Regions from separate parts of the Sus scrofa genome. Here region 2 is linked to region 1. A link is a contact called in public HiChIP or PLAC-seq data. All regions are on one chromosome and are shown on one strand. Each heading gives the region's core, a stretch centred on a gene start, on an enhancer-like site or on the middle of the called end of the contact. The rest is flanking DNA. Distances are from core to core; before and after follow the strand shown. Region 1 holds the start of NIT1 (nitrilase homolog 1). Region 2 holds the start of F11R (F11 receptor).

Region 1 (7,317 bases), core at 3,528-6,027:
GACATGCACCTTCAATTTATAGATCAGGAAACCAGGACTGGTGGAATAAATAAAATACCATTTTACTTTATTATTAGGGCTGGGGAGGTGAATAAAATAACACATGAATGGTAGAACTGCTACTTTCACTTGGGTTTGTCTAAGAATCTGTTTTCTATTTGTGTTTATTCCTGGCTTGTCACATAATAATCTCTTATAAAAGTAAAATTATTTCTATTTGATTTATTTTTATGTTTTCTTTCTTTTTTAACTGATACCATATAGTTTTGTTAACTTTGGGGAAAATCTACAATCATTACATTTATACCCCAAATGTCCTTTGGTCTTCTTATCCACGTGATAATCACTCTTATTCGGTTCAATGGAAGAATAGAAGAGATAGAGAATTATGACTGGATGCATCGGGAAAAGTATTTCCTGGGCTATCATAACTGCACTAAATATCTTCTTTTCAGTTCAGTGCTCCCTTTTCTGACAAATATACTCAATTCTAGAAACTTCTTTGATCTTACTTCTCCATCAAATGATGGTTCTCATCCTTTTCTTCACCCTTTTTTAGGACTAGTCTATACTCACTGCCTCCACTTCCTCACCCCCCATTCACTCTCAATCCACTTTAAATTGCCTACTGTCTATACTAAGTCATTCAACTGTTATTATGGGGTTTTGTTTTGTTTTGTCTTTTTAGAGCCACACCCAAGGTATATGGAGGTTCCCAGGCTAGGGGTCGAATCAGAGCTGTAGCTGCCGGCCTATGCCACCACCACAACCACAGCAACACAGGATACAGCCATGTCTTTGACCTACACAACAGCTCATGGCAATGCCCAATCCTTAGCCCACTGAGCGAGGCCGGGGTGGAACCTTGTCTTCATGGATGCTATTCAGATTCATTTCCAGTGAGCACGACGGGAACTCCAACTATTATTACTTATTAAACTATCCTCTCAGAGATCATGAACGGCCTCCTACCTAACTGCATCACCAAAGACCTTTTCTTAATCTTCAATCTGCTTCTTAAAACTCTCTTCCTTTAACTAAGTAACATGGTAAGAGCCCAAAACTTTTGAGTATGACCTGGATTAGAATCCTAGTTTTGCCATTTACTTTTACATGACAAAGTCATCTCTCTTTTTTCCTCATTTTCCTCATAAAATGGAGCTAATATACCACAGGGCAGGGTTTCCCAACATCAGTATGATATTTGGGGCCAGATAATTCTTTGTTATTGGGGGCTGTCCTGTGCACTGTAGGATGTTTAGCAACATCCCACCAGGCTTCTACCCTTCTAGCAGCTCCCTCTACTTGTCAGAAGTACAAATGGCTAAAAGCATTGCCAAATGTCTCCTAGGGTCAAAACCAAAGCAGGTTGGGAACCACTGCCATGAGGTAACAATGAGAACTTAACCAGGATGATATGTCAAATGCTCATTACAATGCAGGCCCTCTACTCTCCTTTAGTATCCAGCACCCTTCAGTTCTCTGATTCTACCTCTCTCAACCCCCTTTCTCCTTCCTAAAAGAATTCTTCTCATCCCTACAATAGAGACTGGATCTAAGATTATAATCATAGGACTTCTCCCTTTATTACCTATACAGTTTCAACTGGTATTCATAGCTACTTCTGTGGTTTCAATTGCCTTTATTGTAACTGTCTATAAATCCAGGCCTCCTCAGGATTCTAGATCCACATTTCCAAGTTAGAAGAAGGAAGAGTTCCCATCTTGTGATACATGAGAAACAACTCCAGCTAGGAACCATGAGGTTGTGGGTTCAATCCCTGGCCTTGCTCAGTGGGTTAAGGATCCAGCATTGCTGTGAGCTGTAGTGAAGGTTGCAGACTCGGCTCATATCTTGTCTGAAATATGGCAATAATCTAAATGATCTCCCATTTTTGGACTCTCCAAATCCATCTTTCACACCACTGCTAATTTAATTCTTCTAGCACTTGGATGACACAAAAATATTCATGATATACTTTTTTGGTTTTTCTTGTTTTTGGCATGGCCAAAGGGGGGAAAAAAGCATATAACAACACAGCACATACTGTATAATACTAATTTTATAAAATTAAATATGTAAATTTGTAATACACACATGCCATCTCCTTCCATCTATTCACACATACACAAAAACATAAGGAGGGGTGTTCCCTGGTGGTGCAGTGGGTTAAGGATCCAGCACTGCCACAGCTTCAGCTGAGGTCTAGACTGGGGCTCAGATCTGATCCCTGGCCCGGGAGCTCCATGTGCTTCAGGACAGCTAAAAATGGGAAGAAAAAAAAAAAAAAATACATTCAAAAATGGTAAGGATAGTTATTTCTGGATAGTAGGATCATGGATAATTTATTTCTTATTTTGTAATTTTTCTTGTGTTTTCTACATTTTCTACATTAACGTGTATTATTTTACATAATAAGAAAAAAATCAGTAGTTCCTGCTGTGGTGCAGTGGAAACAAATCTGACTAATATTCATGAGGATATGGGTTCCATCCCTGCCTTGTTCAGCAGGTTGGGGACCCAGCATTGACATGGCTGTGGCTGTGGTGTAGGACCAACAGCTTTAACTCCAATTTGACCCCTAGCCTGGGAACTTCCATATGCCAAGGGTGCAGCCCTAAAAGGCAAACAAACAGACAAAAAAAAAAAAAAATCAACAGTATAACATGTATCATTCTATGACACCCTCACTGCTTATGTTAAAAAGTCCTAAATTCTTTGTCATGCAATGACTCAGCTTGTTTTAAGGACATCTTTCTGACTCATGATTTAGCAAAACAAATCAGTCACTGCACTCCATCTCAATCTATGCTTTCCCAGATCTCCCCTCCTTTCTTGATTCTCTATATTCTATTTCTACTGCCACCTGTTCCAATCTATCCAATCCTTCAGGCTCAGCTCAAATATCTCTAATATGATCATGGTACAAATAGAAAAAATAGGCCTGTCTAATTCACAAGTTCTGCATTTAAAAGCCCTGCTCTCCCAGTTACTGACTCTGAGTAAGTTAATTAAGTCTGAAACTCATCCTGACAATAATACAGCTACTTCAAATAGCAGTAATTAAATAACAGAAGATAAAACAAGTGCCTAGTTTGATGTGTTATTTGCTTCCATCTTGCCTATGTGGCTCAAATTTGCAGCAGTGACAATTATAATATTTTTTTTTACCCAGTGTTCTCTCTGGAACAAAAAGGTCAGAGAATATTAAGCAAGGAATGGCCTCAGAACTCAATTATCAAAATTCTTCAGTCTCTTTTGAGTTTCTTTTTCTCTACCATCACTTAACTATTGATTTCACTCTTATTCTACTTCTTTGTTCACTTTCTGTGCAAACTCTAGAGGATTTCCTCCACAACCATGGCTTTGTCCACTATCCATAAACTCATAATTCTCTAATCTGAAAGTAACAGTGAAAGGTAGAAATGTAATTCAAACACAGATCTGTCTGAACCCATTGCACTCCTTACACTCTTAGCCACCCCACTTTTCCACACTTCCCTTTACCACCCAATCCCCAATCTCAATCTCCTGCTTAGTTAGTTAGGGGTCCCTCCTCTAGCAGAAGGCCCAGTGAGGACACAGAGAACAGACCTGTGGTTGCCAAGGGGGAGAGGGGAGGGAGTGGGATAGACTGGCAGCTTGGGGTTAGTATATGCAAACTATTACATTTAGAATGGATATATGCAATCTCCTGGGATAGACCATGATGGAAAATAATATTTTTAAAAAGAATGTACCTATAGGTACCACTGAGTCACTTTGCTGTGCAGCAGAAACTGGTAAAACATTGTAAATCAACTATAATTTTAAAAAAGAAGAAAAAGCCCTGTGAAGAACACTGTAAAGCTTAATGTTTGGTTTCTTTTTGCAAATGAGTCTGTGAGCTAACCTGAAAACAAGGTTACAAGGCCGTATTTCATTTATGTTTCCCCATACCCAGCAGAATGTCTAACACACGGCAGACCCTCAAAAAGTATTAGGTTCCTTCTCCCTTGCCTTTTTCCCCCTAAGAGGAATTTTCTCTTCCCCCTTCCCCCAAATCCCATAGGGCTGTATATCTCTCTTCTACCTCATACTAGCATTTTCCCCTCCAGACTATGAACTCTGATTGCACGGGTCAATTTTTAAAATCTTTATGCAGATACCTCTGCTACAGTAACTGTTTAACAAATAACTGATAAATGAACCTATAACCAAAAAAGCTGTTGTTTTAACTACGTTTTCCTTTCTGTTACGCAGATTTCTTCCCACTCCAAGTAAACACTAGATCCACTATTAGTAAATCATGATTCCCAAGCAACAAAGGGCTTTCTGATTATTTTTCAATCGTTTCCGGATGCTAGGCACTGGGGAAATGTAAGCTCGGATTAGTAAAGGATTTCTGGTCTCTAAATAAATTCAGTGCAATAATGACTCCCGAATCAAAATAGTATGGAACACTAGACTATTCGCGTATGTGAGTCACGTGGCTCTGCGGAGTGACGACGGTTTTAAACGTGGTTTCAGGGTCACGTAACAGACTACACAATCAACCCGTTGACTAACTCCCTGGGATTCCTTATGAACTGGCCTTGCTCACCCACAGCCTGTTTGAGAGTGCGGAGGCAAAGTGGGGAAAGTGACCACCCTTCTTCCCTCAGACCTGTGCAACCTCCCAGACTCTGCTTCCCTAGAGCTTCCTCCCTCCCACCCCTCGGCTCACCCAACACCCCCAAGGGGGCGTGGCTTTCACCTACCAATCCGCCTATCTCTCCCCAAGGGCTCGGCTAGCTTCTACAAGGACCTTCCCCTCTCTGGGTGGCCACGCAAATGTGCGACTATAGTAAAGGCGTACACCAACCATAGGCTTCTCCCCTCTTCTCGCATCGACTCCGGACCCGGCCGGGTTGCCCTCCTTCGCATTCCCAGCTCCTCACCTGCTCGGCTGACACCGCCCCCTTCCCCGCGCCGCTCCCGCTGCTCTTGCCGGCGCGACTGCTGCTCTCCGCCATCTTCACCGCCTGCTGAGCTTCCGGCCTGCGCAGCTCGGCCCCCGCCTTGCGTCACGTCCGGTCTCGGAGTTACCGCCCACTCGCCCCCGGCGCCAGGCTCCTCTTCTTCCAGGCCCCTGTTCGGTTCGGATCCTGTTAATGGTTTTGGCCGTGCCTTCATGTAGGACCTGCTACCTAGCCCGCCCGCCGCGGTGAATTACACCTGTGGTGCTTTATCTTGTGCAACAGAGACGCTGCCCCTGAGAGAGTCTCCAGATGGGTTAACTGGAGAGCGGGGCGCGGGTTGGGATCTGGGTGCCAGTGCCCTCTGCCCACACAGCGGGTGGTGAGGCACGGGCGGCGGGGTGGGGTAGGGTGAACTTCTCAGAGATTCTGGTGGAAGGGGGAAAATATGCTTTGAGTCAGTAAAACTGTGCAGGTGCACAGTCAATAAGAGAGGCTGGGAAAATCAAGGAAATATCTCGAGGATGACTTTTGAACTGCGGAAACGTTTGGCTGAGAAAAAGGACTTCAGTTTAATGTGAGATCACTGGAAGTCGAGATATTCGAATGCTGCGCAGAGCCCTTTCCTCGATTTTCCCACTTTGTGCTCTCTTCCGGTAGCCGTGATTAACCATAGTTAACGAGTGTCTTAAAGACTTAGGGGTTTTTACCGGTGGTGCCCAGATTCAGCCTCACAGTATGAAGAGAGAAACCAAAGGATCTTAGAAATGTATTGCTTGATGGTGGGGTTGGTGTCCTGATTTCTCACCTTCTTCAGGCTGGGCTTCATCATCAGGCCTCCTCACCAGCTCCTGTCCCTTCTTTTGGGTCCTCGGCTCCGGATACTTCGACTCTCAATACTTTGTGCTCAGCCCAGGTAACATGTTTTGTTGTGTCCTCAGTGCCTGGCACATAGTAGATGCTCAATAAATGAATAGATGTTGGGAAACATTGGGGTGCCAGCCACTCACAGAACATTTGATCAGTGGGTCCTTATTGCATGGATCATTGTGCCTTGTAAGAGCAGGTTTAAAGGGAAGTCTAGCTTTCCTGCCTCCCCCTTTAAGCCCCTTATCATTAAACTCGGGCTTCCCCACTCTAGGAAATCTGAGTCTTGCCTGTGCCATTCACAGACCCAGATCCATGGCTATTTCCTCTTCCTCCTGGGACTTGCCCCTCGTGGCTGTGTGCCAGGTAACATCCACACCGGACAAGCAGCAGAACTTTAAAACATGTGCTGAGCTGGTTCGAGAGGCTGCCAGACTGGGCGCTTGCCTGGCTTTCCTGCCTGAGGCATTTGACTTCATTGGAAGGGACCCTGAAGAGACGCTACGCCTGTCTGAGCCACTGGGTGGGAAACTTTTGGGAGAATATACCCAGCTTGCCAGGTATCAGGGAAAGGGGGAGGGAGAGGTAGTTTCTTTTTGGGTAATATCGGAATTGCCAGATATGAGGGTAGAGACTTGAGAAGAGTTGTCAGTGTCCCCTCCCCCTCAGGGAATGTGGACTCTGGCTGTCCTTGGGTGGTTTCCATGAGCGTGGCCAAGACTGGGAGCAGACTCAGAAAATCTACAATTGTCATGTGATTCTGAACAACACGGGTGAGACCTCGTAACTCTTTAGCCTGCCTCTTCTCAGGCTCTTCTACCTAAGCTAAGATTCTCCAGAATTTTGTTTCTCAACTGTTCCCTTGGGCAAGGGTTTTAAGGGCATTTGTACCTCTGTTCCTAGCCTACAAGCTCTCTTCTCCTTGGGAGGAGAGGAACCAAGCTGGTCTTCTAGAGCACCAGCACTGAGTACTCTTACTTCTTCTTACTCTAGGGTCAGTAGTGGCCACTTACAGGAAGACGCATCTGTGTGATGTTGAGATTCCAGGGCAGGGGCCTATGTGTGAAAGCAACTCTACCATACCTGGGCCCAGTCTTGAGCCTCCGGTCAGCACACCAGCAGGCAAGGTGGGATTTGTGAAGGGGTGAGGGTGGGAGAGAAACAAGAGGGAGGGGAATAGGAATACTTTGAAGTAGTAATAGAGGATTGAGAGACAGGGAGTGGGGAAGAGGGGGGAATGACCAGATGCTGTGACAAACAGGGCAGGGGAGCTAAATAGGCTGTTCTTCATTCCAGATTGGTCTAGCTATCTGCTATGACATGCGGTTCCCTGAACTCTCTCTGGCATTGGTTCAGGCTGGAGCAGAAATACTTACCTACCCTTCAGCTTTTGGATCTGTTACAGGCCCAGCCCACTGGGAGGTAAGAGGACACCTCTTCAGAACATTAAGAGCTGCATCCAAAGCATATGGAGGTTCCCAGGCAAGGGGTCTTATCAGAGCTGTAGCCACCA
Region 2 (7,317 bases), core at 2,144-4,643, 98 kb before region 1:
ACTGACCCAGAACCGGGCAGCAGTCCTCCCTTCTGGAATGCCTCTGTGGGGACACTACACTCAGGTAATCGAGGGTATGCAAAAGCAGATTTCCTCTTTCTCCCCTGTGGTTACACCAAAAGTCATCCTATGCACGTACCACCCTGCTAAACAGAAATGCCTCTTCCTTCCTGGGAGACAGCTGGAAATGTTCCTAAGCACAGGTGTTCTAGGCAAAGGGAGGCTAGTACTCTGAGCCACCAGCTTTGCTTTTCCCAAGCAGGGTTCTCCCAGTGTTTCTTCTCCAACCCTGTCCCTTCCTCTCCGCTAGCTTCCCCCAGCGGGGGTTGGGCCTTTGCTGGATCCTTTCTTCTTCCTCCCCAGTGGCAGAGCCCACTTGAAGCGTGCATCCTATACATGCTTCCAATATCCCAGAGGGAGAAGACAGACTAGATGCCCAAGAAAGAACCCCTACTTTTTCACTCTTGCCTTCTGGAATCTAGCCAGGCCTCTCCCTGCTTCTTTGACCTGCTCTGCTATGGGCAGCATTGTTTCATCCTCAAAAAATCCAAGGGGGATAATAGCTACCAAGTAATAATCCCTTCATGTATATGTAATGTAGCTATTATCCTAGTTGATCCTAGGACAAGGTTAGGACAAGTATTATTACTTCTGTTTTACAGATTTAAAGACTGAGTTAGTAGCCTAAGATCATATATAAGGTGGAAAGGTAAGGTAGCCTGGGTGCTATTTCCATCTTCACTGTGCTAATCAAATCACACACACACCAACACACACAGGGTCTAGCCCTATTTAAATGTGACAAGGTCAGGAGTTCACATCGTGGCTCAGGGGAAACGAATCTGACTAGCATCCATGAGGACGTAGGTTTGATCCCTGGCCTCACTCAGTGGGTTAAGGATCTGGTGTTGCCATGAGCTATGGTGCAGGTCTCAGACACGGATTGGATCTGCTGTCAAGCTAATGCAACCATCCCAAGCTCCCTCTAAACCACTATTTCTCCCTCCCCCCCTTTTTTGGTTGTACAATGGCATACAGGAAGTTCCCAGGCCAGGGGTCAAATCTGAGTCGCAGATGCGACAGTGAGGGATCCTTAACCCACTTTGTGGGGCTGGGGATCCAACCCATGCTGCCACAGAGACAACACTGGATCCTTAACCTGTTGTGCCACAGTGGGAACTCCTAGACCACTGTTTCTCAATTCCCTGAACAGAGTAGAGGACATTCCCAAGCTCAGAAGGGTTCAGTGTCAGGATGTGATTATTACAGAAAAGAAAGGGAGAGAAAAGAAAGAAGAGAGGAGTTCCCATTGTGGCTGAGTGGGTTAAGGATCCCGCATTGCTGGAAGCTGTGGTATAGGTTGCAGACGAGAGACTCGGACCTGGCATTGCTGTGGCTGTGGCTCAGATTTGACCCCTAACCTGGGAACTTCCATATGCCACATCTTTGGCAAGAAAGAAAGAAAAAGCAAGAAAGCAAGAAGGAAGGAAAGCAAGAAAGCAAGCGAGAAAGCAAGCAAGCAAGAAAGCAAGAAAGAAAGAAAAAGAAAGAAAAAAGAGAAAGGGAGAAGGATGCAGCTCTAGGAAGCTTATAAGCCTGATGAATACTGTCACAAATAGTTACTGACTCAGAAACTTCTAGGTTTGGGGCAGGGGGTGGGTGGGTATTGTACAGCAACAAGGGTTGGCAAAATCTTTAGTACCAAGTACCATGCAGAACCAAAAAAAAAAAAAAGAATATGGGTGTCATTAGCAGTTCTAAGATACAGACAGAAGTAAACGGGGAGAAAAAGAATGGAACTTGAAGGGGAAAAAAAAGGAAATACAGGAGAGAATGAAAGAGAAATATAGGAGTAGAATGAAAAAAGAAAGAATTTAGCAGAAAAGAAGAATTGAAAAAAAAGAAAAATTGGGGCACTGGATGTTTGATATCCTGGTTCCTGTACCACAGAGTACCTGAGATGCTGGACCCAGGAGTGGAAAAAGGAGAAGTGAGTCAGGAGACTTTGGTATTCCCAGTTCCTTTTGTCAGTCTGGAAAAGTCATTTCCCCTCTTTGTACCTGTTTCCTCATCTCTACAATAGGGAGAGGAATTGACTTTTCACTAGTCCAGTCCACCCCAAGGGTTAAATTTCTGTGATAAGGGACAAAGGGGTAGTCAATCCATCTGTTCTAAGGGCACCTTTCAAATTAAGCAAAGTAATTACCTTATAACCACAATATTGATTGTAATTGTTCATTTCTTTTACATGTCCTAAAACTCGGATGTTGAGGGGAAAATGGAGACTCTTACAGGTCCCCTACTGACACAACTATCCACAGAAGCACACATATAGGCACGCAAGAATCACACGGTTAAATGTACAGGTGCTGACACAGGTAGACCAAGGCACAAACCATACACTCAGCTGGGGACAAACATATCTATAGATAGAGGCATGCCCCAGCAAGTGAGCTTCATTGTTCCACAGGAAAGGGAGTTTACAAAGGAAACAAAAACTCTCAAACATGGCCAGAGGGAGGGCAGAGTTCAGGCTGAAAAGGCTCCAACCAACCAAAAGACAGGACCTCCCCCAGGGAATAGTCAATCAGTCAACAACATTTATTAAGGACTTTTGAAGTAGTTATTCGAGCAAGGAACTTTGAGTGCTGTGCTCTGCGAAACTTCAGATTTCACTTGTATTTCCTTTTTTTCCAGATTTTTGAGCCAAGCACTTTTACCAGAGCAACCACAACAACCCAAAGATAGAGGGGAAAGCTAAAGAGGCCCTTCAGCAAGAGCTGGGAAAGAAACTTCCACCCCACGTCTATTAGATCTTCTCTGAGAATCCTTAAGGAGCAGAACTTCCTTAAGGGATTCAGCGAATGAAAGTCTCCCTATTTCTCTCGGTTGTTCGCAGACGTTGGATGCGTGATGGTGTGAGGGATAGCCATTCCCAGGTGCGTGATCCCGGCTAGGTAGATATATGTGGGCAGGGCCTTCGCGCCCACCAGCCCTCACCAGTAAGCAAGGATTGGAGAAGGGCGAACTAGCCTCTCTCCGTTATTTTTGGTTAATGTGCGAAACAGGCAGCTCCCTCCCAGTGAGTGACAAAGAAGGAGTCACGCTTCACCCGTGGGGGGAGGGGAGCCAGCCACTCATCAGCGGAAGAAGGAGAAAGAAGAGGAACGAGCTGGGGGAATTAGGAGGGTGAGGCGAGCTGGTTTCCGAACCCTTCCCCTCTCGCGGGCCGGAGGTGTGGGGAGCGACGCCCTCCAAGCTTCGACTAGATCCATGGGTTCCTCCAAAAACAACAGGAACTTACACAAGATCACTGATGTGAAGAGAAGTAATTGTTTCCTCCCGACTTTCGCCTTTGTCCCCATCACGGTCAAGATCCCGATACGACAGCGACGGCCGGAGCCCACGGAACAGACACAGCTTCGCCCACAGCAGCACCGGGACTGAACTCCAGTAGCTAGGTCGAGCCCCGCCCTGCCCGTCCCTTCACGCCCGATTGGTTGGCGCCCCGCCTCTGCACATTCCAATTGGTGGAGAGAACCGCCGCTCCATTGAGTGATTCACCGTCAGCCAGGTGCAACTCCTCCCACTACTCCCCACTGGGGCGGATTGGCGCCTTTCCAAGCCCGAGCCGCCGCTGGTTGGCCCCGGAGACGGTCACGTAAGGAGACACAAGCCTCACCTTCCGCGCAGGTGAAGACACTCTGATTGGGCAAGGTTCCTGAAGTAGGGACTTTCTGACTGGCTGGGTTCTGAGTTGGAGCTGGAAGATTAAAGGAATACCTTAAAGAAGGTGGTAGGGAAGGTATTAGTTCTGGGGACTCGAGGGGGAGACAGGTCTGGTTTTGTTTGTTCAAATGTAAAATGCTGAGTGCTGCAGAAACCTTGGTTCCATCCTTTAGCAAGTGAAAACCACATATATTAATATGCTAGGGTCGGGGGAGAGGACCCGGAGAGAAGTGGAGTGATACTTTGACAGTATTCCTAAACTGTTCCGCTGTCCACTCCATACGCAGCATTCAGGGCCACGCAGAGAGGAGGAAAGGGAAAAGAAAGGGGAAAGGGATCAATTCCGTAGTAGGAAAAGCAACTGACATACAGATGCTCCATAAACATCACTGTGAGTGACTGCATATGTCCTTCACACGTTTGATCAGTCAGCAGAACCCTGTGACTGCGTATCTTCTCTTATCTTCTCACTGTGACTAATAGTTGTGTTAAGCCTTCTTTCTACAGGCTATGTTGATACCCAAGCTTTCTGTTAATATTTACATTGTTACGTCATTTTTATTTTTTTAAGGGTTTTTGGAGGGGGAACAGGGCGAAGCCGGCTGGCGGCTTGTGGAAGTTCCCGGGCCAGGGATGGAATCTCAGCTATAGCAGAGACAACATGGAATCCTTAACCCCCTGTGCCACCAGTGAACTCCAACGAAAATGTTAAATCATTTTTAATTGAAACTCAGTGTTCAACACCTTTACCCTTTCTAGTTGCTATTTCATAATGATTTAATTTTCAGTGATCCTGGTATATCCAGCTTGCCTGTGGGAAAACTTCCTGAATCTTATCTCATTGATTGTAAGGACACACTTGTTTCCAAAACAGTGGTATTCTTAGACCTTTCACTTCTTTCACCTTTGTTCTCATTTCTTTGGTCCAAAGGTTTACTTCTGGTTCCACTCAAGTTAAAGCAGTGTTTACGAAGCACCTATTGGGTGCTATGGGGAATACAAATAAATATAAACCACAATCCCTGACTTCAAATGGTCTACAATCTACTTCCAAGACTAACAAAAGAAATAGGACAATATGTTACCAAAAGAGAAATTTTGTATTACTAAATTGAAACAAATATTTGGGTGCCTGCCATATGCAAAACTCTGTTCTTTACCCTCAAGGGAATTTAGTGTTGGAGAGAGGAACACATGAGTGCAGTATTAAAGAGGAGCAGAGAGAAGAGTTAAGAGAAGGGACCAGTCACTCTGGGCTGTGATTGTTGGAGAAAAAAAATTTTTTTTTTTGGCTTTTTGCCTTTTCTAGGGCCGCTTCCCATGGCATATGGAAGTTCCCAGGCTAGGGGTCTAATCGGAGCTGTAGCCACCAGCCTACACCAGAGCCACAGCAACTTGGGATCCAAGCCGTGTCTGCGACCTACACCACAGCTCATGGCCACAACGGATCCTTAACCCACTGAGCAAAGCCAGGGATCGAACCCGCAACCTCATGGTTCCTAGTCGGATTTGTTTACCACCGCAACACTACAGGAACTCCTGTTGGAGAAAATTTTAAGATGGAGAAATTTGAGCAGGGGTTTAAAAGAACCCCAAGACTGGAGTTCCCCATTGTGGCTCAGTGGGTTAAGAACCTGACACAATGTCAGTGAGGATGCAAGTGTGAACCCCAGCCTTGCTCAGTGGGTTAGGGAGCCAGCATTGCTGTGGCTGTGGTATAGGCCAGCAGCTGCAACTCCGATTTGACCCCTGGTCCAGAAACTTTCATATGTCACAGGTGCAGCCATAAAAAGAAAAAAGAAAAAAAACTCTTATGACTTAATCTTCAAGTAGAAGTGTCATTTTAGCGGTCATTTAGGTCATCCTCTCACCTTTCACAAAAGGCCAATATAACTGTTGATGAAAATTAATCAGTTAATCCAAGAAAGAATTGGAGAATTTTATTTGAGCCAAATTTGAGGATTAAAAGAGAGGCTCAGATTCTGCATTATGCACCCACCAAACCTCTCCCATCAGCAGAGATACCTGCTCAACAATAATGAGCAGCATTCTCCCAGTATCAACAAGGTGACTGTATAAAAGATAACGTTCCTGGAGTTACCCCTGTGGTGCAAGGGATCAGTGGTATTTCTGCAGCACCAGGACACAGGTTCAATCCCTGGCCTAGCACAGTGGGTTAAAGGATCAGGTGCTGCCACAGCTGCAGCAATGGTAGGATCTGATCCCTGGCCCAGGAACTCCATTTGCCTTGGGGCGGCCAAAAAAGAGAGAGAGAAAAAAAGCAGCATTCCTTCTTGATCTTATAACGAAGGGTCACATGACCTACAAGGATGACTAGTAGATCTGGATTATGTTAATTGCGAATAATATGTCACTTGAGGGAGTTCCCTTGTGGCTCAGCAGGTTAAGGTTAGAGCATTTTCACTGCATCAGCCTGTGTATAAAATGCAGTGTGGGGAGAGAGAAGACCAAAAGCAGAGAAGAATTTTTATGTTTAAAATTTTCTTGGGAGTTCCCTGGTGGTGAAGTGGGTTAGGGATCTGGCATTGTCACTGCTGTGGCTCAGGTAATTGCTGTGGTACAGGTTTGATCCCTGGCCTCAGAACTTCTGCATGATGCAGGCATGACCAAAAAAATAAATTACCAAATAAAATAAATAAAAATGTCTTCTCTTGCCATAAAATATATTTTATTTCATACAACCACCAGGAGTTTATACATCCTCTAGTTAAAGTCTTCTAAAAATTCTCAAGGCAGACCATTCTGCTTTAAAAAAAAAAAAAAAAAAGAAAAAAAGAAAAAAAAAGGAGTTCCCGTCGTGGCTCAGTGGTTAACAAATCTGACTAGGAACCATGAGGTTGCGGGTTTGGTCCCTGCCCTTTCTCAGTGGGTTAAGGATCTGGCGTTGCCGTGAGCTATGGTGTAGGTGGCAGACACAGCTCGGACCCCAAGTTGCTGTGGCTCTGGCGTAGGCCGGTGGCTACAGCTCTGATTCGACCCCTAGCCTGGGAACATCCATACTCTGTGAGAGCGGCCCTAGAAAAGGCAAAAAGACAAAAAAACAAAAAACAAAAAACCTCTTAATTGTTAAATACCTTTCGACAAAATTGGAATCTGGGGAGTTCCCTGGTGGTCTAGTGGTTGGGATTTGATGCTTTCACTGCTGAGGCCTGGATTCAATCCCTGGGAACTGAGATTCCATGTCACATTTCTGCTCACTGCAGCCAAAAAAAAAAAAAAAAAAAAAAAAAAAAAGTAATCTGCTTCCTGGTAACTTCCAGGCACTACTCTCCGGAGTTACCCAAAATGCCTCATTATTCTTTACCAATGACAGACTTTCCTTCGAGGATTTTAAGATACTAATTATAAGTCTCTTTTCCTTCTCCAAGCTAAACATTTTTATATCCTTCAGATAGTCTTTTTTTTTATTACTCAAATGAATTTATCACATCTGTAGTTGTATAATGATCATAACAATCTGATACCACAGGATTTCCATCCCACAGATAGTCTTCATATGGCACAGTTTTACATACTCCTCATTCCAATTAATTTCACTCCTCTGTTTATTACTGTAACAAGAACTGA

The links. HiChIP or PLAC-seq counts read pairs in DNA pulled down with a chosen protein or histone mark.
Region 2: an H3K27ac HiChIP or PLAC-seq map of alveolar macrophages shows a contact between it and region 1. The contact joins the promoter of F11R here to the promoter of NIT1 in region 1. A contact is called at or near these places in 3 of 47 Hi-C or Micro-C datasets (liver and skeletal muscle) and 1 of 2 datasets of contacts at active chromatin or transcription factors (alveolar macrophages).

The regions. Positions count from the first base shown.
Region 1 is chr4:89,324,517-89,331,833 of Sscrofa11.1, reverse strand. It overlaps NIT1 (nitrilase homolog 1), which reads left to right and starts at 4,777. Exons shown (of 7, transcript XM_005663174.3): 1 at 4,777-5,117; 2 at 5,755-5,853; 3 at 6,110-6,364; 4 at 6,474-6,577; 5 at 6,798-6,931; 6 at 7,101-7,226. The coding sequence starts at 6,120. PFDN2 (prefoldin subunit 2) reads right to left here and starts at 5,053. Exons shown (of 4, transcript XM_001927323.6): 1 at 4,920-5,053. The coding sequence starts at 4,994.
Region 2 is chr4:89,421,177-89,428,493 of Sscrofa11.1, reverse strand. It overlaps F11R (F11 receptor), which reads right to left and starts at 3,393. Exons shown (of 10, transcript NM_001128444.1): 1 at 3,305-3,393. The coding sequence starts at 3,365.